Regions from separate parts of the Mus musculus genome. Here regions 1, 2, 3, 4 and 6 are each linked to region 5. A link is a contact called in public promoter capture Hi-C and targeted proximity ligation data. All regions are on one chromosome and are shown on one strand. The core of a region is the stretch at or near the end of the contact, and the rest is flanking DNA. Distances in the headings are between cores, read along the strand shown. Region 1 holds the start of Pten (phosphatase and tensin homolog). Region 2 holds the start of Sgms1 (sphingomyelin synthase 1). Region 3 holds the start of Rfx3 (regulatory factor X, 3 (influences HLA class II expression)). Region 4 holds the start of Pum3 (pumilio RNA-binding family member 3). Region 5 holds the start of Uhrf2 (ubiquitin-like, containing PHD and RING finger domains 2). Region 6 holds the start of Minpp1 (multiple inositol polyphosphate histidine phosphatase 1).

What was found. Capture Hi-C pulls out chosen DNA fragments and counts their contacts.
Region 1: a contact with region 5 is called in a promoter capture Hi-C map of liver, with 4 times the contacts expected there. A contact is called at or near these places in 1 of 39 promoter capture datasets (liver), 1 of 130 datasets of targeted methods (astrocytes) and 1 of 9 other capture datasets (liver).
Region 2: a contact with region 5 is called in a targeted proximity ligation map of astrocytes, with 4 times the contacts expected there. A contact is called at or near these places in 1 of 484 Hi-C or Micro-C datasets (embryonic stem cells), 1 of 130 datasets of targeted methods (astrocytes) and 1 of 9 other capture datasets (liver).
Region 3: a contact with region 5 is called in a promoter capture Hi-C map of liver, with 7 times the contacts expected there. A contact is called at or near these places in 1 of 39 promoter capture datasets (pre-B cells), 2 of 484 Hi-C or Micro-C datasets (CD4 T cells and rod photoreceptor) and 1 of 9 other capture datasets (liver).
Region 4: a promoter capture Hi-C map of liver shows a contact between it and region 5, with 5 times the contacts expected there. A contact is called at or near these places in 2 of 39 promoter capture datasets (liver and pre-B cells), 3 of 484 Hi-C or Micro-C datasets (CD4 T cells and CD8 T cells) and 2 of 9 other capture datasets (adipose tissue and liver).
Region 6: a targeted proximity ligation map of astrocytes shows a contact between it and region 5, with 5 times the contacts expected there. A contact is called at or near these places in 2 of 39 promoter capture datasets (hippocampal neurons and pre-B cells), 1 of 130 datasets of targeted methods (astrocytes) and 1 of 9 other capture datasets (liver).

What each region holds. Positions count from the first base shown.
Region 1 is chr19:32,756,074-32,759,056 of GRCm38.p6, forward strand. Pten (phosphatase and tensin homolog) reads left to right here and starts at 1,504. Exons shown (of 9, transcript NM_008960.2): 1 at 1,504-2,450. The coding sequence starts at 2,372. It also overlaps the pseudogene Gm36566.
Region 2 is chr19:32,386,817-32,390,078 of GRCm38.p6, forward strand. It overlaps Sgms1 (sphingomyelin synthase 1), which reads right to left and starts at 1,696. Exons shown (of 10, transcript NM_144792.5): 1 at 1,404-1,696. 2700046G09Rik (RIKEN cDNA 2700046G09 gene) reads left to right here and starts at 2,400. Exons shown (of 2, transcript NR_033198.1): 1 at 2,400-2,560; 2 at 2,889-3,262.
Region 3 is chr19:28,009,454-28,012,511 of GRCm38.p6, forward strand. It overlaps Rfx3 (regulatory factor X, 3 (influences HLA class II expression)), which reads right to left and starts at 1,713. Exons shown (of 17, transcript NM_011265.3): 1 at 1,519-1,713.
Region 4 is chr19:27,427,759-27,431,191 of GRCm38.p6, forward strand. It overlaps Pum3 (pumilio RNA-binding family member 3), which reads right to left and starts at 2,150. Exons shown (of 18, transcript NM_177474.5): 1 at 2,034-2,150. It overlaps C030016D13Rik (RIKEN cDNA C030016D13 gene), which reads left to right and starts at 2,279. Exons shown (of 1, transcript NR_027987.1): 1 at 2,279-3,433.
Region 5 is chr19:30,028,935-30,032,384 of GRCm38.p6, forward strand. It overlaps Uhrf2 (ubiquitin-like, containing PHD and RING finger domains 2), which reads left to right and starts at 1,579. Exons shown (of 16, transcript NM_144873.2): 1 at 1,579-1,997. The coding sequence starts at 1,845.
Region 6 is chr19:32,483,700-32,487,097 of GRCm38.p6, forward strand. It overlaps Minpp1 (multiple inositol polyphosphate histidine phosphatase 1), which reads left to right and starts at 2,070. Exons shown (of 5, transcript NM_010799.2): 1 at 2,070-2,860. The coding sequence starts at 2,242.

The sequences.
Region 1 (2,983 bases), core at 254-2,753, 2.7 Mb after region 5:
CAGATCCAGAACAGGAGTCTCGTGTCCCGGCCTTCTGGCTAGCTCTATGGGTTACAAGCGAAAGGGAGGAACAGCTTGGGGACTCTCCGCGTCAGCGTGCACAAACCGGCGGCGGCCAGCAGAGAGGGGTGGCGGGGGCACGTGCTTGGATGTGGCTGCTTGTGTAACCAGCTCCCCAGGCGCTCGGCCCCGACAGCGCTCCTGCGGACGGCTCGTGGATGCTATTCTCTGCTCCGATCCGGCAAGAGAGGGGTCCAGCAGACCACACGGGAGAAGGAGGCGGGGGCGATCACCTAATAGAGCAGAGGGGACCAAGCTCCTGCCCCAGGAGCACACAGATAGGGGAATGGGAATTTGGAAAGTTCCCCAACTAGGACCACACGTGACCTCCTCCTGAAAGTAGTTCCGACCGCGGCTCATGTATCCTTCCACCTCGCCTTTGAGCCCTCCCAGGCCTGCTCGCCCCGCCCACTCGCTGGCTGCAGCTTCCGAACGTCCCATACTCCACACCCGGGCTCAGTAACCGGGTCCTCGAACATGCAAGGTCCGACAGGGTCAGAACCTGGCCATCGCGATCCAATTCTGCCGGGTTTTCATAGCGGCCACGAAGTGGGGATTGGGGGTGGGGGCTTAGCTCTTTGAAGACTGAGCTTGGCTGTGATCCGGTAGACCCACCGCTGCGGGGAGCTGCGGGTCTCATCACCGGGCGGTGGAGGGGTGTGTGTGAGGTGCACTCTATTCACGGAGACCCACTTTGTCCAACCAGGGGTGTCCTTTGGGCCCTGGAAACTCAGGGGAGATGTGAATGTACACGCCCCGTATGCACAATCATCATGCTTGGCTGGGAGCGTTCATCTTTCGGGCAAATGAACCCAGCTGCCTGGGAAGCAAGAGGCGGGGCAGGGAACCGGAGCCCGATGAGGTGACCCACGCGGGAGACACAATAGGGGTTGTTCTTTGTGCAAAGACTGACACCTTGAGGACACCGTGAGGGGGAGAGGTGTGTTATCTAGGTAAAGACTGTCGCCGACAAATCCTAGCGAAGCACTGCAATCTGACCACAGCGCAGGGCAGGGAATGAAAGCCGTTCCGAAGAAACGCAGGGACAGACGCAGGAAGGATAATCCTGCCCCTGAGGCTCCCGGAGCACCGACCAAGGCGGTCAGCTAGTGCGATCCACCTGTGAGCGGTCAGCGATTGTGCTCAGCGCACCCTCACTCGGCCCCAGCCTGTTGTACCTTTGCCGGGTCTCTCTGCGCTGAGGCCAAAGCCGGCGTAGCTCCGGGAGCGAGCCGCGGACACACTGGGCATGCTCCGCGGCGTTCCCCGCCCCTGTCCCTTCCGACGCCCCGCCCCGCCCCGCCCCGTCCCCGGCTCAGCGCCCGCCTCCCGCCCGCCTCCCGCCTCCCCTCCGGCTTTCCGAGGCGCCCTGCTCTCCCGGCGGGGCGGCGGAGGGGGCGGGCTGGCCGGCGCACGGTGATGTGGCGGGACTCTTTGTGCACTGCGGCAGGATACGCGCTTGGGCGTCGGGACGCGGCTGCGCTCAGCTCTCTCCTCTCGGAAGCTGCAGCCATGATGGAAGTTTGAGAGTTGAGCCGCTGTGAGGCCAGGCCCGGCGCAGGCGAGGGAGATGAGAGACGGCGGCGGCCACGGCCCAGAGCCCCTCTCAGCGCCTGTGAGCAGCCGCGGGGGCAGCGCCCTCGGGGAGCCGGCCGGGCGGCGGCGGCGGCAGCGGCGGCGGGCCTCGCCTCCTCGTCGTCTGTTCTAACCGGGCAGCTTCTGAGCAGCTTCGGAGAGAGACGGTGGAAGAAGCCGTGGGCTCGAGCGGGAGCCGGCGCAGGCTCGGCGGCTGCACCTCCCGCTCCTGGAGCGGGGGGGAGAAGCGGCGGCGGCGGCCGCGGCTCCGGGGAGGGGGTCGGAGTCGCCTGTCACCATTGCCAGGGCTGGGAACGCCGGAGAGTTGCTCTCTCCCCTTCTCCTGCCTCCAACACGGCGGCGGCGGCGGCGGCACGTCCAGGGACCCGGGCCGGTGTTAAGCCTCCCGTCCGCCGCCGCCGCACCCCCCCTGGCCCGGGCTCCGGAGGCCGCCGGAGGAGGCAGCCGCTGCGAGGATTATCCGTCTTCTCCCCATTCCGCTGCCTCGGCTGCCAGGCCTCTGGCTGCTGAGGAGAAGCAGGCCCAGTCTCTGCAACCATCCAGCAGCCGCCGCAGCAGCCATTACCCGGCTGCGGTCCAGGGCCAAGCGGCAGCAGAGCGAGGGGCATCAGCGACCGCCAAGTCCAGAGCCATTTCCATCCTGCAGAAGAAGCCTCGCCACCAGCAGCTTCTGCCATCTCTCTCCTCCTTTTTCTTCAGCCACAGGCTCCCAGACATGACAGCCATCATCAAAGAGATCGTTAGCAGAAACAAAAGGAGATATCAAGAGGATGGATTCGACTTAGACTTGACCTGTATCCATTTCTGCGGCTGTTCCTCTTTGCTTTTCTGTCACTCTGATAACGTGGGAGTAGACGGATGCGAAAAATTTCTGTAGTTGGGGTGACTATAACGTTTAATTCTGGGCGCATTTCTAGATCGTGCATATTGTGTCTCTTCCAGTGTATTCAACCTAGGGAGTGTTCGGCTAGACGGAACTCATGCCTCCTTGCAAGTGTCAAGGCACGGATTGTTTTCTTGTCGAGCTCTGTGGTCTCTTCTTAAAATCTATTGTCCGGTAATACAGAGTACTGTACACTGGATTAGCGAGCTCGTCAATCCAGCCTTCTAAATGAACTAAAAAAAAAAAAAAAAATAGACGCTTTGGGTTGTGCATATTTCGATTAGATCGTGACTTGGGCCCTAGATCTAGGGTGTAGATGAGATTAAAATGAAAGTCCGTGCTGCACGTAGGCATGTTGCCTCAGAATCTTGCAGTGATTGTTTTTAGTTTCCTGGGTTGCATTGGAAGATTTTTCTGAAATGTGACTTGTGGACTGATTTGCAT
Region 2 (3,262 bases), core at 446-2,945, 2.4 Mb after region 5:
TCCTTGGACACTTAACACTCTGACCAATGAAACGCCTGGACATCCTCTCCCCTGCCTCCTCAGACCCAAACTGCCTCCCAAATCGAAGGCAACTTCCACCAGGATCAGACCTCATCAATCTCACTCCTTTCTGCTCCCTTGGCCCCCACCCCTGCTGATGTTCAGCCCCTAGTGCCAGAAGGCAAGGCGTAAGGAGTTGACAGACAGCACACCAAGACAGGCATTCACGACTTCCATAACCAGGTAGCCAACTAGAAACACCCCCAATCTGAAGAAGGTAAATTTCAGGAAAGCGATGACAGAAGGCAGGCCTCAGAACACTGAAAATAAACTTCCCGTCAGAAACCAGCCTTCTGTCTTTTTTATGTGTGTAGCGCTGAACTCGGTCCTGTCTGAAGGTGAAATGAAACATCCGAGAAGCACCTGCCCGGATTCTCTCAGCTCCCCAGGTCAATAGCATCCTCCACCCCGACTGTTAGCCCGGCAGTCAAAAAGGATCAAGCATTATCCAGAATCCGTTAGATGGACCAGGACACCGGGGCCACCAAAGGAAGACAGTTGGAGTGTGGGTTTAAAATCCGGGCAGAGGCAGCGCTGCTACCACTGATGTGCCCTTGACAAGTCGCCTATGATCACTCAGACCCCTCATTCTCTGGACGAACCGCGTCCAGAGCTACGCAGATGCCCCTGCAGGCCTTACCCTTTAACACCCCCACGCGGTGAGGACACGCGGGGTCTCAGAATAGTCGCGAGCCAGGGGCTGTTACACCGCCTGGGAAGGAAGGGGCTCGCTCCTCCGGGAAGGGGGGTCCCACCTGTTATGCCGTTGGGGGTCATCGAGGGGCCGTGCTGAAGGGAATCCCAAAGCCGCGGACTCTTGGCCCCGCTGCGATCAGGCCAGGAGGTACCAACTGTCACTCTGCCGCCCAGGGTTGTGGGGGTGGGGCTGTGATTTTGGGGGTCCACCCCTAAGCACTACGGGACCTCTGGCTGGCTTCCACCTGGAAAGGTCCTCAGTCCCGGGCTCTCAGGCCCCGCTACCGTCCGCTCGCCTCAATGTGACACCAGGCAGCCTTCCAGCCCGCACGCAGCACCTCGGAAAGGTGCCCACGGACGCCTCCTCCTTCCTCCCCGCCCAAGTTGGCGGGGGAGCCCCGCCGGCGGCCCGCCCCCTCGGAGCCGGGATCGCGGCCGCCAGAGCGCTCCCCCGCGCCCACCCCCACGAGCGGCCGCGGGGGACCGCACGCCAGGTACGCGCGACACCGCGCGGTATGCGCTCACGCCCCCTCGCCCCGGCTGCCCGCCCGCCGTCAACCGAGGTCAGGCCTGGCCCGAGAGACTCGGGTCAGATCCAGCCGCTCGCGACCCGGAGGCCGGCCCTCCACCCCCGCCCCGCGACTCACTTGCACGCGAGTCGTGGCAGCCGCCGGAATTCTTTCCACGCGCCGAGCCCCGCGCCGCGGAACGAAACCGGGGCAGGGCGGCGTGCGGACTCTGCACCCGATCCCGCTCTCCCGTCCGCGTGCCAGGCTCCCGGGACGAGCAGCCCGCCCGAACCGGCTCTCCCTGCTCCCGTCCAGCCGGCAGCCCGCCGCCGCTGCTCCGGCCGCCGCCGAGCTGGCGAGAAGGCTTCTGACTTGGAACCTCGGGCTGCCGAGCATGCCCAGTCCGCGGCGGAGCCGGGTCGGCTTCCCGCGCGACGCCAGTCCGTTCCTCCGGGTGTTCCCGGCGGCCAGGGGGCGGGGACCGCGGACGCTCGACCAGGGACCCAGCTGAGTCCCGCAGGACAGCTGGCCGTGGGGTGTGCTGGGGGTGGGGACGGGGGGGGGGGGGAGTCCTTTTTGTTTCTAGAAACGGGAACTGGAGATGCGGTTCCCTTTCGCCCCCACCACCCCCCAACCACGAGAAGAGAAAGATGGTGGGTTTCATCCTCCGGGATCAGAAGCCCTATTAGGAGCCAGCCCGAGAGTTGTGCGGCAAAAGGCGGCTAGAAGGTTGGGGACACAAACTCAGCCTTGGTGAAACTACCTACGGGGACAGCTGTTGGCGAACTACACTGGCATTTTCTTTCCCACCAAGCCCAAGAGCTGCGACACTTGTGACTCCCTTATGATTGATCATTTAAAATGGATGAACCTCAAACTCTTCGGGACATTTTTCCGAAGCTCTAATCCTTAAAACCACCATCTCCCCCCCCCCCCCCCCCCCAAATCAGGGGTCTGCAGGCTTCCTAAATCGCGCAGCCCCAGGCAGCGTGAAGGCCCAGGAGTTCTCGGGAAGAACCGGGCCCTCCCCCCTAGTCCGTCCGGGCCCCACCTCCCGCCGCCTCTCGGAGCTGCGGCGAAAACCTGGAGAGCGCCGCACCAGGGCCGGAGCACTGCGCATGCCCAATGGCCCCACGGGGTGCGGGTCGCCGGCAGATCTCCAGCTCGGGCAGTGGAACCCGGTACCAGGACGGTGATCTCGCGGCAGAGACAGCAGCCTCCAGTAGCTCCGGCCTTCTGGGCCGACCGCTCGTACCACCGTGGCATGGGTCGCCCGGGACGCGCTACCCTGCAGGGTCTGGTCTGGGGGCGGGGAGGGGGGAACGGCCGTGCCTGCGAGACACGTGACTGTCCGCGGAGCTCCGGGGCAGCCATCTTCAGCTCTCCGGGGCCGTAGACGAAGAAGGGTCCGGGATCCGGGCAGACTCTAGTCCATTTGCCTCCCCACCAGGCACAGGCCCCCGCCCTCACCTGCATGCAGTCCGCCAGTCTACAGCGGGGGTACAGCGAGGGTACTGCGACGCCGGTGACACCGGGAGGACCGGCTGTCTCCAGAGCCAGAACCTAACGGCTAAGAATTGGAGAGCCGCTCTCTTGGAGCTGATGGCTTCTGCTTTTCCCCAGGGGCGGAAGTTGGGAAGAGGAGTTCCCGTTCCTAAGGCGCTGGCATCGCTCCTCCTGCTGCTTCCCTGTTCTGACCCATTCCCGGCGACGGAGGATGAAGGTGGCGAAAGATGTTTGGACAGCCGTCGCTCTCCTCCATGCTTTTCTCCTGCTGCTGGTTAGCTTGGATGGTGATGGTGTCACCTGGGGTCCTGGAATCTCTGGGCCCGCATCCTCATTACCCGAGAATTCGTTAGAACGACACATTCACGACCACACCTAAACCTACAGAATCAGAAACGCCACTAGTGGGGTCGGTCCTGAAACCTGGTTAACAAGCTCCCAAGGTGAATCTGATGGCCGCTTTCCCTAAGCAGTAGAGACCCTTTTTCGTG
Region 3 (3,058 bases), core at 463-2,962, 2.0 Mb before region 5:
ATCTGCAAAGCCAGGTTCTAATCAAGACGATACTACTTCATAACTGGTAAGTATTCAGATCTACAAGGGCAACTATTTCCTCTAAAGAAACACTTTAAAAGGAAGTTTTTTTTTTCTTCTGAACAGGTTTAAATCATTGTCCAAAGAAAACCAAAAAGTCAACAAAAAAGAATATGTTAAGTACACACATGCCTAGATCTTAACAGCCACAAAGAAAGTGAAATATACACACGTTTCAAGTTGAGAAGCTTCATACATTCTTTATGAACAACTTGACTTCAATTTCAACTCTCCAAGGGAAAGGAATAGAGATGAAGATGGGAGAAGGAAAAAAAAAAAAAAAAAAACTCTCAAAGTACCATAACTGTCACAAATAGCGTTGTGAACTGAGTTCTCACAAAGCTTCCTTATATCCTTTTCCTGTTCATCACAGACAAAGTCTAAACCACAATGAAAATTGTTAACACTCTCCTGTGGGGAGGGAGGTGCATCAAAGTGAAACAGAACCTCAGGACTACCCCTCCCATCTCCACATGAAGGATAAAGCGCTGTCAGTAGCCACTAACCAAAGTAGCACAGATGCCCTGCATCCGGTTTAAATCACAAGCACACACACACACACACACACACACACACACAAACCCGAAAAGGGGAGGGGGGAGAGAGAGAGAGGAGAGGGAGAGGAGACAGAGGAGAGACAAGAGAGGAAAGAGGAGAGAAGAGAAACAGAGAAACAGACTTAAAAAAAAAATCTCTCAAGAGCAGCAGAGGCCCCCTAGTTTCAATGTGTGTGCAAATGGGGGGAAGGGGGGAGAAGACTGCTGAATGGATATTAAGACTGTTTGCAGCACAAAGAAAAATACAGTTTTAAAAGAAAAAAAAAAAAAAAGAATCCCGTGAGGCCAGTGATGGTCAAATAAGTGCAGTCCGTTCAGCAGCAGGCACAGAGGGGCCGAAACGAAGGGAGCGGGCTTCGGGAAAAGTTCACCGAGGTACCAGGATAAAAATAACAAAACCCCCAACAAGGCCCCGCAAGTGAACAACAACCACCACAGCGCAGCACCTTTTGGGGACCCCCCCTGCTCACTGCTGTCTATTTCGATTTGGAAAGCAGCAGCCACCAGGCAGCTTTGCAAAGCAGCGAATTAAAGAAAGAGAGAGGGAGAAAGCGAGCCCCTTCTCTCCACCTGCCCCTCCTCCTGGGCGCCCGCGGACCTGGGGGGGACGCTCCAACACCCGCGACGGACAGCGGCGGCTTCCTAGCCCGCTCGCCCCGCAGCCCCGGCTCCCGCTCCATCCCCGAGCGCCGAGGCCGGGCGGGCAGGCGCGCGGCGCCCACACCCCCGAGCCCGCCGCGCGCGGGTCCATTGTAAACAAGCCCCCGGGACCGAGCCCCTCAAGCGGCCGCAGCCGGTGTCAGGAGGGAGACCCCGCACAGCCACGCTCGCTCGCACACACGAACACACGCACGGACACACACGCTCCCACACACATGTAGAGAGACCGAAGAATATTCACCTTGGCTGTGGATTATTGTGGTGTTGTTGGTGGGTGATGGAGATGGTGGTGGTGGGGAGGAGGAGGAGGAGGAAGAGGAGGAGGAGGAGGAGAGGAGTAGTTGTTGTTGATGGGTAACAGTCGCCAGGACTACGGTGACTATGGCGCTTGATTCACAAGGCAACGGTTGCTATAACTCACAAAAGAGAGAGAGAGGGAGAGAGAGAGGGAGCGAGGGAGAGGGAGACACTCGCGCGGGGAGGGGCGGGGGGGAGGGAGGAGGGGAGAGGGCGGGCCCGAGAGCGCCGGAAGAAGCGGCTTCGGCGCCGTGACTGACAGCTCGGAGCCCGGGCGGGGGGCTGCGGTCGGGATTCCGACGTCGGTTTTTCCCCCGAGGTGCGCTTTAAGACTTGGCGGGCCCGGGGTCAGGGCGAGTCTGCCTGGAGGAACGGGACGGAGGACGCCGGGGAAAGCTGAGGGTCTGGAGGCGAGGGCTACTTTCCGTCAAAGGAGCCCCGCCTGCCTCTGCCGCCAGCTCTGTGCCCAGCCGCCCCGCAGCCGCGAGAGGAAAAGCGCGAAGCCAGGGGAGGGGGAGTGACGACGGAGCCAACACTGTGTGAGACGCGCGCTACCGCGGAGGCAGACCCCACTTTGAAGAGCGGGCTCCACCCCGGGGCGTACGTCATTTCCTGGGCGGCCCCAGCTAATATCCCGGATGTGCTGCGCTCCTCCCCTCTCTCTCCTCTCTTCCCCCCGCCCCGCTCAGGTTTTTTTTTTTTTTTTTTTTTTTTCTCCCCTCCCTCTCCGTGGTCGCCAGTGTGGTGTTTCCCGGTCGGTCGTTTATGCCTCGCGGGTGATCCCTTTCCCAGACTCTCTGCGGCCGGCGCGGGCCTCCAGGGTCTCGGCTTTGCCCTCCCCTCCATCGAATTCCGCTTTCTCGCGCCTCCCGAGGCCGCGGGGTCCTGAGGAGCGCGGGCGGCGGGGTGTGAGCGGTGCTCCCGCCGCCATCTTAGGGAGCGAGAGCCTGGGCGCGCGAACGGTGACCCATCTCGCTCGGCGCGGCCGCTACCTCCCTGCGGAACCGAGACGCCAAGTTAGCACCCTGCAGGACCGGGAGGAAGTGCCAAGGGGAAGGGAATTCGAGCTTTCCGAGGATGAGGGTCCCTACAGGGGTGGGTTAGACCTTTCAGAGTAGCCCTCGGTAGGTCCTTAAGGGGCTCTACCCTTTCAGAGTTGACGGGATGGATCCCAGCTAGACCAATCGCCCTATTAGCTGGCATCGGTTTCTTAACAGCCTGGGGGTAGCTTGTTCTTGAGCTGTGTTGGACACGGGAACGGCTTCTGTCCATGGAGAACATTATTAGCACACAACCTGGCACCTCAAACTCGAGTTGATAAGGCACAGCTTCTGAAACCTCATGGTTCAAGCATATTCGTCCAATTCTCCTCATACTGGAGTCCAGCAGGCACGTGCCCCCAGGCCCGCCAATACCCAAAATCTCCCAACATTTGCAGCTAAGCAGCTTATCCAAGACAATAACATACTGGAAGTAGAGCCTTA
Region 4 (3,433 bases), core at 900-3,399, 2.6 Mb before region 5:
AAGTTACATGCTCACCCATCTCTAAATGACCTCAAGAGTCACCTGTAGGAATTCCTAGACAATGTTTACAGATTAGAAACTTCCACAAGAATTAATTTCTTGTTGGCTATGTTAACACACAGTTGTAATCCTAGCACCTAGACTAAGGCAGAAGGATCACTGTTTGAGTTCAAGGCTACTCTGGGCAACATAAATTAGAGGCAAGTCTGGGCTACATCGTGAGATACTGTTTCAAAACTCAAAACAAAACAAGATGTTCCTTAGGACGCTGGAACATCTTGGGCAGGGGTCCATGTTATATTTGAGATTGAGAAACACTAAATCAAACAGCAATAGCCAGCAAGTAAAGATTTTCCAAATTCTCTAATTTGCTACTATGAACTATCCATTGCACAAGACTTCCTAAACCTAATAGAACCAAATTTGTCCAGGAAACACTCTGGAAAATGCAGTGGGTTTGATGCCCAGCAGTGTATACACAGGGTACAGATCTATAATTCCAGCACAGGACCTGCTCAGCTTCCTGCGGGGCATCTCTTTTTCACTTTTTCATTTTATTACCTGGTAAGACATCACATTCGCATTTGCATTTCTGCATGTAGGTTTCATGTACTACCACATGCTAAGCAATTGTGCCAATGGCCCTCACATGTAGCTGTCTAGAAAAACCTTATTTACATACTCTATTTTAAAACTATGCCTCTTACATTAGAGTTAAAACGATATAGAGCCTATAGATCTATTACCCAGCTTCCCCACTGACAACTTAATAAGACAGTGTAATGAAACTTATGAAAATAACACTAGTATAACACAGGGTTTATTTGGAAATCAATTTTCTCATTCCTGTCCTCTTCCTATTCCAAGATACAGTTAATGTAGCCACCTCATGTCCTTTTTTCCAGGTTATGTCCCCTTTGGGAGTTTAAGATTTTCATTATTAGACTGAGGTTATGCTTGGGCCAGGGGAAGGGGTGGCACATGACAGCAAAGAAGTGCTGCTCTCACAGTGACAAAGCTATGCGGCAGTCATGATGATGTTAACCCTGGTCACTTAAAGCACTGTTCACCAAGTTACTAAGCAATCAAATTAACGGCTAATCCAAGAGCAAGACAAGCAAATTAGGTATTCTAGACTGTGCAGCCTTGGGACCCTGAGATAACGTCCTACACAGACCTGAGTCCTCAACACTTCTTGATTATGTATATAACTGGCGTCTTATGCTTAATGTCTGAGACACAATCCTCTGCATTCCACTACAAATTACTATCTTTCTCTCCCTGTCTATTCCTGCTGTATTCAACGGGGACCATCTACTCCACTTCGCAGAGAGAAAACTGGAGCACGGCTCCTGATGTTCACTTCTTTGGTAGTCATCGTGTACCCAACAGTAAGTTATCCTGCAGTCTCCTTAAAGATACCTCTGTCTCTACTACCAACACTCAATGCAAATCATCAAAAATCTCCTTAAGAGAGTCAAGACCTACCATGAGCCTCCCGATCTTTTCTAATAATCCTTCATTATTTTATATGCCTAGGAACACAAAGCAAAATACTTCCCACTACACAAAAATAAAGAGACTCGACACCAAGGCTCCACAGTTCTACCTTCCTCTTTGTCCAGTCCGCGCCTTACTCCTGACTTCCACCTCCGGGACATCCCACTGCCTCTGTTTAAAATACTCTTGCCTCCCATCATGCTTGGCTTATGGATCGCTTCAGTTTTCCCTGCACTGCTCCTATGCACAACGTCTGACACGGGACGAGTGGGCTGACTGTGACTCGCACAGGCCGGAGTTTGACAGCGAAACTTGTTCCTTTAGCTCTACAATAATCAAGTTAACAGAGAGGGCTTAACCCCTGCCCTCGCCAGGGTTCCTCCAACTCCGGGCCAGAGAAGCGGCCAGGTAGACCGTCCCGGAGATGGAGCTGAAGACGCCGCTCGCCCACCACCCCGCAGAGCTCCCCGCTCCCGAGCGGCCGGCGGACACTCGCCCCACACTTCCCGCACCAAACTCTCCACAACACTCACCGCACACGTGGGGCAGAAACTCGCAGAGTTCCGCCACCACCCCCCGCCGCTTCCGCTTCCGCTTCCGCGTTCTGCCCCGCCCCGGATCCGCTGATTGTAGCGTTACGTCCTGGTACTGGGGTCAAGGGGTGGAGCTTAGGAAACACGAAATCCGTAGTTCCTGTTGGTCCATTTTCGCCACACCTCTCGTCTGAGAGGGCTGCATGAGTTTTGGCCCTCGAAGGGATCCGTCCCGTGGAAGACGAGTCCGTGGCTTGGGAAAGTGACGCTTGAGCCTGCAGATTTCTGGGAACGACGCGGGTTCTCGCGAGGGCCACCCAGGTCCTGAAGGAGTTAAAAGACAGCGAAGTCTGCAAGCTGGGTTAGCGTTGGGACAGCTCGCTCGTTAGTGTCTGTTTGCGTCGTTAGTCTAGCCTGGAGGGTAAAAGCTGTACCGGAGTCTCTTCTGTTGTAATCGTGTTTGCCAACACCCATGTCTCCCTTATTTCCCACCCTAGCTGCGAATCTCCGGATAAATTAGATCCCTCGGGAACCATAAGTGTAAAGAACGGAGCACAGTCAAATATTGTGAAAAGCTCTTTCCATAAATGTGTGTGTGGCGTTTTTAATGTAGGCCCGTTCTTGGGCATGCATTTTTTCCCCCACGGTTCCACTTTAGGATATATATTTAAGGTATTACTCCATTTTAGCGAGGAAGCAATAGAAACAAACTTGGTCTTGGGGGCTGCAGAGATGGCTAAGCTGTTTTCTGCTCTTGGAGAGGACTTGGGTTCATTTCCCAGCACCTACATGGCGGCAGTTCCAGGGGATCCCACGTCGCGCCAAACAACAGAACCTTACTGCCTAACTGTTCTGAAATGCAGATGTTAGTTGGTTGAGCAGGGGGCCCTTTTTGAAGCCCCAAGGAGTGAGTGGACGTCCCATGTATCTTCAGCATCTGGTGCTTCAGACGTTCCTTGGCTTATACCTGACTCCTGCCCCTGCCTTTCATTCTCTTCCGTCTTTGTTGTGAGAACACTTGTCAGTTTGTTAAGATAGCTTGCAAATAAGCTTAGAGACTATAATTCCCTGTGGACACTGTCTCTTGTGTCGCTGGTAACACATCTTTAAGTGTTACGGCTCTGTTAGGGGAAGGCTTCAGCTGCTGGGAAAGTTTCCCTGATGCAGGTGTTACAGCTTTGCTCTGGCTCATAGAAAATTTTCCCTGTGACAGTTCTGCTCCAAAAGGTATCCTGGCAGTCAGGAGCCAAGGAATACCACAAAGTCTTGCTGCACAACTAAGCTCAGGCAAGGGATTAATTTGGAGGGAAAAGCTAAGGAGGGTGGTTGCCCTGCTTGGAAGAGAAGCAACAGAGAACTGGGCAGAATTGGGGGATGGGGAAATATATCAGGATTCTGGG
Region 5 (3,450 bases), core at 329-2,828:
GAGCTGGGTTTCCTAGAACACTCAACAATTTATTCTTCTCACTATCTCTAATTTTTCCAAAATGGACAACAGTTGGCTCTTGGCTAAATTTCAGCCTCTCTCACCTTCCCACAGCTTGCTTTTTTCCCTAAGGCCTCCTTCCGCACTCTGTTCTATTGTCATTCTAAATACTTAAACACATCAATGCACATTTCAAAAAGCCCAGGTTTCCCCGGGAGGCCTACAAAAGTCTTTGAATGCTAATGTTCACACTTGCCCTTCATTATTTAGTCAACCTCTCTCAGAAGTGTAGTGTCTTCTGATGTGTGAAAATGCACTCCCAGTCTTTGCTTAAGCACCCTATCTTCTTTGAATATTCCCAGTTTATCTAAATTCTCTTAATAACAAAAGCTCTAAAATACCTTCTTGTGTGCTACTAAGGGAGTGGCAAGGAAGCTAACATTCCCTCGGTGTTTATGAGCACTATTTTACCTGGAGGAAATTGAAGCAGTTTGTTCAAGATCACAGTTAAACAGAAAGACTGCAATTCTCGCGCGTCCCAACCCGTGAGCCCAAGACTCAAGGCTTCAGACTGCAGCACACCGTTGGCAGTGCACCACGAATAACAGCCCGAGACCCTAGCATATCCTTGTAACAACAAATAGTTGATCCCTTCATGGGTCAGATTAGATGTTCTCAGATGTATCTGTTGCCTTATCAACTAAATGTTTTAGTTAACTAGGAAGCTGTCGAGGTAACTTAGAGGCTCTAGGTATATATATATATATTCATATCTCGAGCTGACGCACATTTCACTCTTCCTGTATTTCCATTTAGGCCATCTTGACTAATCAATTTGGTTGTTACAAAGTTGTGCCTCTTATCCTCATGGGAATGATTAGTACTGACATTACGGATACCGGTGAATGTAAGATAATGCGTTTGCTTTGCTTTCTCTCTTAAGTCTTCCATTTTTGGATGGGTCCCCTGAGTGTGGGGGCCGTATCCCGCCCTGGGATCTCCGGATTTTTGGATCGGAGGTGTACAGTCCTGCAAAGCCAGGATCCCTGCGGCTAAAGGCGCCCTTAGCGCAGAAGGCCCACTCGGTCAGGTCCAGCTCCCGCTCCGGCTCTCCGGTCGGGAAACGTGGGTGCGAGGCCTCTGCCCTGGGGCCTCCCGGAAGCGGGTTTCCTCGGCGGGAAGCACGTCCATCAAGCCGACGCGCCCCGGGAGAGGCCGCGTGGCGGGCGCACACCCTGGTGTGAAGTCTCGGGAACGTAGGCTGCATCCCCATTTCTTGCTCACGCCAGCGCGCAGCACGGCTAGCTATTGTTCGTGCGTTTTTGAGACCATGGAGTCTAGGCCTCAGGAGACTGCGAGGTGACCAACGACAACGAGGGCACAGGGCGAGCTGGCCTCGGCGAGCCTGCCCAACCCCGCCCTCCTCCGAGTAACGGCTCTGGAGGCCCCGCCCCCTCCCATATTAGCGCCCCCCAGGCTGTGCGTGGGGCGGAGCCCCGCGTGGATCTCGCGAGATCCGGGTTGGCGCCGTGACCTCCATGTGGGAGCTGCATCTCTATAAGTAAACAGTGCGCGCCGCCGAGCCATGGCTCCTTCCTATTTGTGAGGCGCGGGCTGCGCTCGCACCTCGGGCGGGTTCCGGTTTCCTTCCACCGAGGAGGGGCGGGCGGGCGGTCGCGCGGTCTAAGAGCGTCAGTCCTCGCCCGCACCCGCGTTCGCCGAGTCGCCGCCGCAGAGAACCGGATCCTCCCGGGGAGGCGGCGGGGACCGGGCGGGGCGCGGCGCGGCGGCCCGAGCGCAGGGCCAGACAAAGGGGCTTGGTCCCCTGTCCCCGTGCCGCCGCGATGTGGATCCAGGTCCGCACCATCGACGGCTCCCAGACGCGCACCATCGAGGACGTTTCTCGCAAAGCCACCATCGAGGAGCTGCGCGAGCGGGTCTGGGCGCTCTTCGATGTAAGGCCCGAGTGCCAGCGCCTGTTCTACCGGGGCAAGCAGGTGAGGCGCCCCGCGGGGAGCCCGGGCGCGAGCAGCCGGCGCCCCGGGACGAGGCTGGGTGTCCAGGGCTGCGCCCCGCTGTGCTCGGGATGGGCCGCTGGCGGGGCGCGGGATGCGGGGCCTGGAGCTCGGGCCTGCGGCTGCCCCCCCCCTCCCCCCAAGCGCGCCTAGCGGGTCGGAAGGTGCGGGACGCGGTGTTGTCGCTGGCAGCGGCCACGGACATAGCCTCCGAGGGTCCTGGGGGATCCTCTTCCCGCCTTTGGGGGGGGGGGGGATCGGAGCCTGGAAAGGCAACAGGCTCCGGCAGCCATGCCGGGGCGCGGGAGGGACGAGCTGGCTTTATTCGCAGCGCCGTCTCCGACTCCTCTAAGGACTTGCTTCTTTTCCGTGCCCCCGGCTCCTAGATGCGACGTGGAAAGGGAAGCACCTTATCCCTGTTTCCTCACTAGAAGGATTTGAACACTGAACATCGGAACGGTGGTAGAATGCGTGCCCCTCCTTCCTTGTCGTCAGTCTCAGACTGGGGATTTGTTCTGTAAAAGATCAGAGACCTCTAATTTAAGGAACGATGTTTGTAACCTGAAGTCGGGTTTAAGTCTGTTGAATATACGGACAGATTATTTCCCCATAAACTTTACCTCTCATCTTTGTGTGTCCCCTAAGTTCGGGCTTTCAACTCAAACCTTTCAGCATAATCAGCAGTAATTCAAAAAAAGCCAGAAAGTTGTGTTGGGCCACAAGGGTGCTTGTGGGCATCTCCGTTAATTTTAAGTAAGGCTCTGCCTGATGAGGCTAAGACGTTTCCTATCCAGTAAGTCTCAGAGTCTTATGATTAGACACCCAGACCCACATTGTTTTTCTTGCCTTTGTCTTTAGTCCACTAAAAAAGTTGGCATCCTGCAGTCAGTTGACCACAGTTTGGCTCCAGTCCTGAGTTTTGAATTAAGTGCAGTTCTCTCTGATTCGATGGAAGTAGCCTATAAGCCACAAAGGGTTTAGAAGGAATATTTTTGTTCCCTTTACAGATTTACAACTTCTCAGACTGGTCAAAATTTTCTAAGTAACAGATTATACAACCGGCAAGAAAAAGCCAGGGTTTTGGTAAAGTGTTTGGAAGGCCTCTGACAGAAAACCTGTAGCACTTTCTGCTCTTGTTGTATCCACTATATTGTTTCTTGAGTGTTTGACCAGTAAAGAGTTTACTTGTCTGGAAAGTTGGTTTTTAAACAGTCATACCTATTAAATACTTTGTAGCATTGTATTGCTGTGCCTCAAGTGGCTATTATCTTTTCCTTTTGGCTATCAGTGAAAGCTATACAAATAGTAATAATATTGTACATTGACTCCTAGAATAGTTGGGCGACTCCAATACAAGAAATAGAAATGAAAGATGACTTATGAAATAGACTTACACTAATAATCAGAAAATGGTTCCTGGTTGGGGGTAGAGAAA
Region 6 (3,398 bases), core at 820-3,319, 2.5 Mb after region 5:
GATTCCATCAAAGTATGACTAGCATCAAGAAAACAAATGACACCACATGATGGCTAGGGTGAAGCAAAAAAGGAATCCGTGTCAGGGTGGGTTGAAGTGTAAACTGATGTAGCCATTATAGTGTAGCTGCAAAACAGAACTACTGTGTATCCCAGGTATACACTCAGGTATTCACCTAAAGGCGTCCACACCCTACTATGGAGATGCTTGCTCTGCCATACTTATAGTAGCTCTAGTCACAATTACAAGGAAATGAAATCAGTCTATATTTCCATCAACAGATAAATAACAACAGTACTTATATACACTGGGATTTTACTCACCCATATAGAAAAATGAAATTTTCCCAAAAACTGATAGAACTGGAAGACATTTAGGCTTAAAAAAGCAAACACATTCTCTCTCATGTTTGGATTTTAGTGTATATATGTGAGTGCTTGTTGACACTAGGAAACTAAAAAGGGGCCCAGGAAGAACAAAGGAAACTTTGTAAGGGTGAGGAGTGGGCATGGTTCTAGAACACATTTGATAAGGAATGAGGGACACTGGGAAAGGGCTTAAGTAGGGGATCCAAGCTGGGCCATGGAGGAGAGGTCAGGGCTGGAGGAGGTTCAGCAAAAACTAAGCATGTATGAAAAGGGCACAAGGAAACCTACTGCTTTGTAAACTATCAAAGTACAATTGAAAAAAATGTCTTATACTGAAAACAAATAACAACGCAAGCACCTTAGTCTATAAGGTGTAAGGCTTAAAATTCAATGAATACTAATTTAAGTAACCTCCTGTGAAAAGTAAGACTGGTCACGAATTTTTAGTCATTTAAACACTACAAAATGACATATCAAAAAAAAAAAAAAAAGCACAGTTCTGTTAGAATTCCCCCACTCCTGAGCCTTAAAATTTCAGCATTCAAGTTGGAATTTACTCTGGATTTTTATAACATTTTCTTCTTGGTCAGTGCTTAACAGTACAATTTTCTGTACCATTAAGTACAGATGGTAACTGTCCTTATGAGAAAGATCCAATGTGGCCAATGTGGTTAAAATCTCCTTGGGTTTGGATCATTTTATCATTTAATAATCTTCCTTAATTGTCATACATACTGAGGTTTGGGTAGGAAAAAAACAAACAAACAAGGTATTTAGATTCAAGATTTTTGAGTCCAAGATTCGGAGCTATGTGGCCTGACAGACACTCAACTGTTGGGGTTGACTCAGTGACTGAGTGCTTAATGGTTTTGAAAAAGACCCCAGTTTAGTTTACAGTACACATGACAGCTCACAACAGCCTGAAACTCCCGTTCTAGGGACTCCAACGCTTTATTCTAGCCTTCGTGGGCTCACAAATGTTGTACATATAGTCATGCTAGTTCACACATGCACATTTTAAAATCTCAACTGATTTGCATATCTAACTACATGGGAGAATATGGGTGTTTCCTCCATACAGTGATGAGGTCATATTTAATAATGGAGTGCATCTGTGAGGCCATGATTCAGTGTGCTCAAATTATAAGGACGGCTGTTTCTATTCTCTCAATGGCCTTTGGCATAAACAAGCTTACAATCTTGAGGTGGTGTGTCAGCTCTAGCCTACATTAAAATCATACTTAAATTGAAGCCCAGGGCTTAAATTTCTGAAGGAATAAGCCCCTTTCTAAATTCATGGCTCTGAGGTGTCCTGCTTATTTTCAAACTCTTAACAAGAGGGTCGGGGGAGGGCGTGTGCTTCAGGAGGTATCTTGTAAGCAAAGGCCACAGACGTTCTTTCTCGAGGGATCTTGAGACTGATCGTTCAGGGGCCACATGTTGAAAACACACCGTAAGGGACAAAAGCCATCTCCTATAGCTTCTCTTTTGGTAGAAGCCGGGCTACCTACTAGAAAAAGGAAAGGATTCATGTGTGCTCTTTTACCACACCGAAAAACCTAAACAGCTCAGGAATCTTTGAATCGGTTCCTGAGGCGCCAAGCTGCCGGACAGTCGCCCACGCTCCGGGTCAACTGACGCCGGCTCCACCTGCGCCCGGTGTCACACGCTCGTCGGAGGTTTCCGCCTCTCCACTTGTCCACACCGAAGCTCCGAGACGATCGGCCACACTCGCTCGGTGACAGCACCGGAGACCACGCTTGCCTTCTGAGGTTCCCGGGCCGGAAGTGCGCTCTGCTCCCGCCCCCGCCGGCGGATCCGGAAGTGGGGGTCGGCAAGCGGCGCGCCGCCCTCCGCGGGGCCCCCGGGCACGATGCTTCGCGGCGCGCGCAGCCACCTCCCGGCCTCGGTAGCGCCCGCCGCGGTCCTGGCTGCGGCGCTGCTCTCGTCGTTCGCGCGCTGCTCTCTCCCGGGGCGCGGCGACCCGGTGGCTTCGGTGCTCAGCCCCTACTTCGGCACGAAGACACGCTACGAAGATGCCAACCCCTGGCTGCTGGTCGATCCGGTGGCGCCGCGGCGGGACCCGGAGCTGCTGGCGGGGACCTGCACCCCGGTGCAGCTGGTCGCCCTCATCCGTCACGGCACCCGCTACCCTACGACCAAGCAGATCCGCAAGCTGAAGCAGCTGCAGGGGCTGCTGCAGACCCGCGAGTCCCGGGATGGCGGGAGCCAAGTGGCCGCCGCGCTGGCCGAGTGGCCGCTGTGGTACGGTGACTGGATGGACGGGCAGCTGGTGGAGAAGGGGCGGCAGGACATGCGACAGCTGGCCCTGCGTCTGGCTGCCCTCTTCCCAGACCTCTTCAGCCGGGAGAACTACGACCGCCTGCGGCTGATCACCAGCTCCAAGCACCGCTGTGTGGACAGCAGCGCCGCCTTCCTCCAGGGGTTGTGGCAGCATTACCACCCAGGACTGCCACCTCCCGACGTCTCAGGTGACAGCGCGCTCCGCCTTCCCTAGACTGCGGACTCCCTCATCCAGCCTCCCCTCGTGTCCCTTTTTGTCACCTCCCTTTCCCGCTTGCGTTCTCGGGACCCAGGATGTGGACTTGGTTGTCTCTGTTGTTTTAGTAATACGCTTGTCCATTCACTCATCAGGTGTGAATTCCTAGCATTTTCTGCGCAAGAGTGCAGTAGGGGACGCTGGAGACCCAGCTAGAAGGAGGGGAAAGAAAGTATCGCTTCTCGTTTTACATTCCACATTCCCAAATCGCGTTATCCCCCCGAGTGCCAACCTAGCTTCTTTTCCCTTCCTGGCAAGTAGTTTAACACCTGGGCGCACTTAATAATATAGAACTTTCTTCCTCCCAAACTGCTTGTGAGAATTGGGAGTTTTGTTGTTTTGTTTTTTTGACACAGGGTTTCTCAGCCCTGGTTGTCCTGGACTCGCTTTGTAGGCTATGCTGGCTTCACAGAGATCCACCTGCCTCTGCCTCCTGAGGGCTGGGATCACAGGACTTTTGGCTTTTTTGT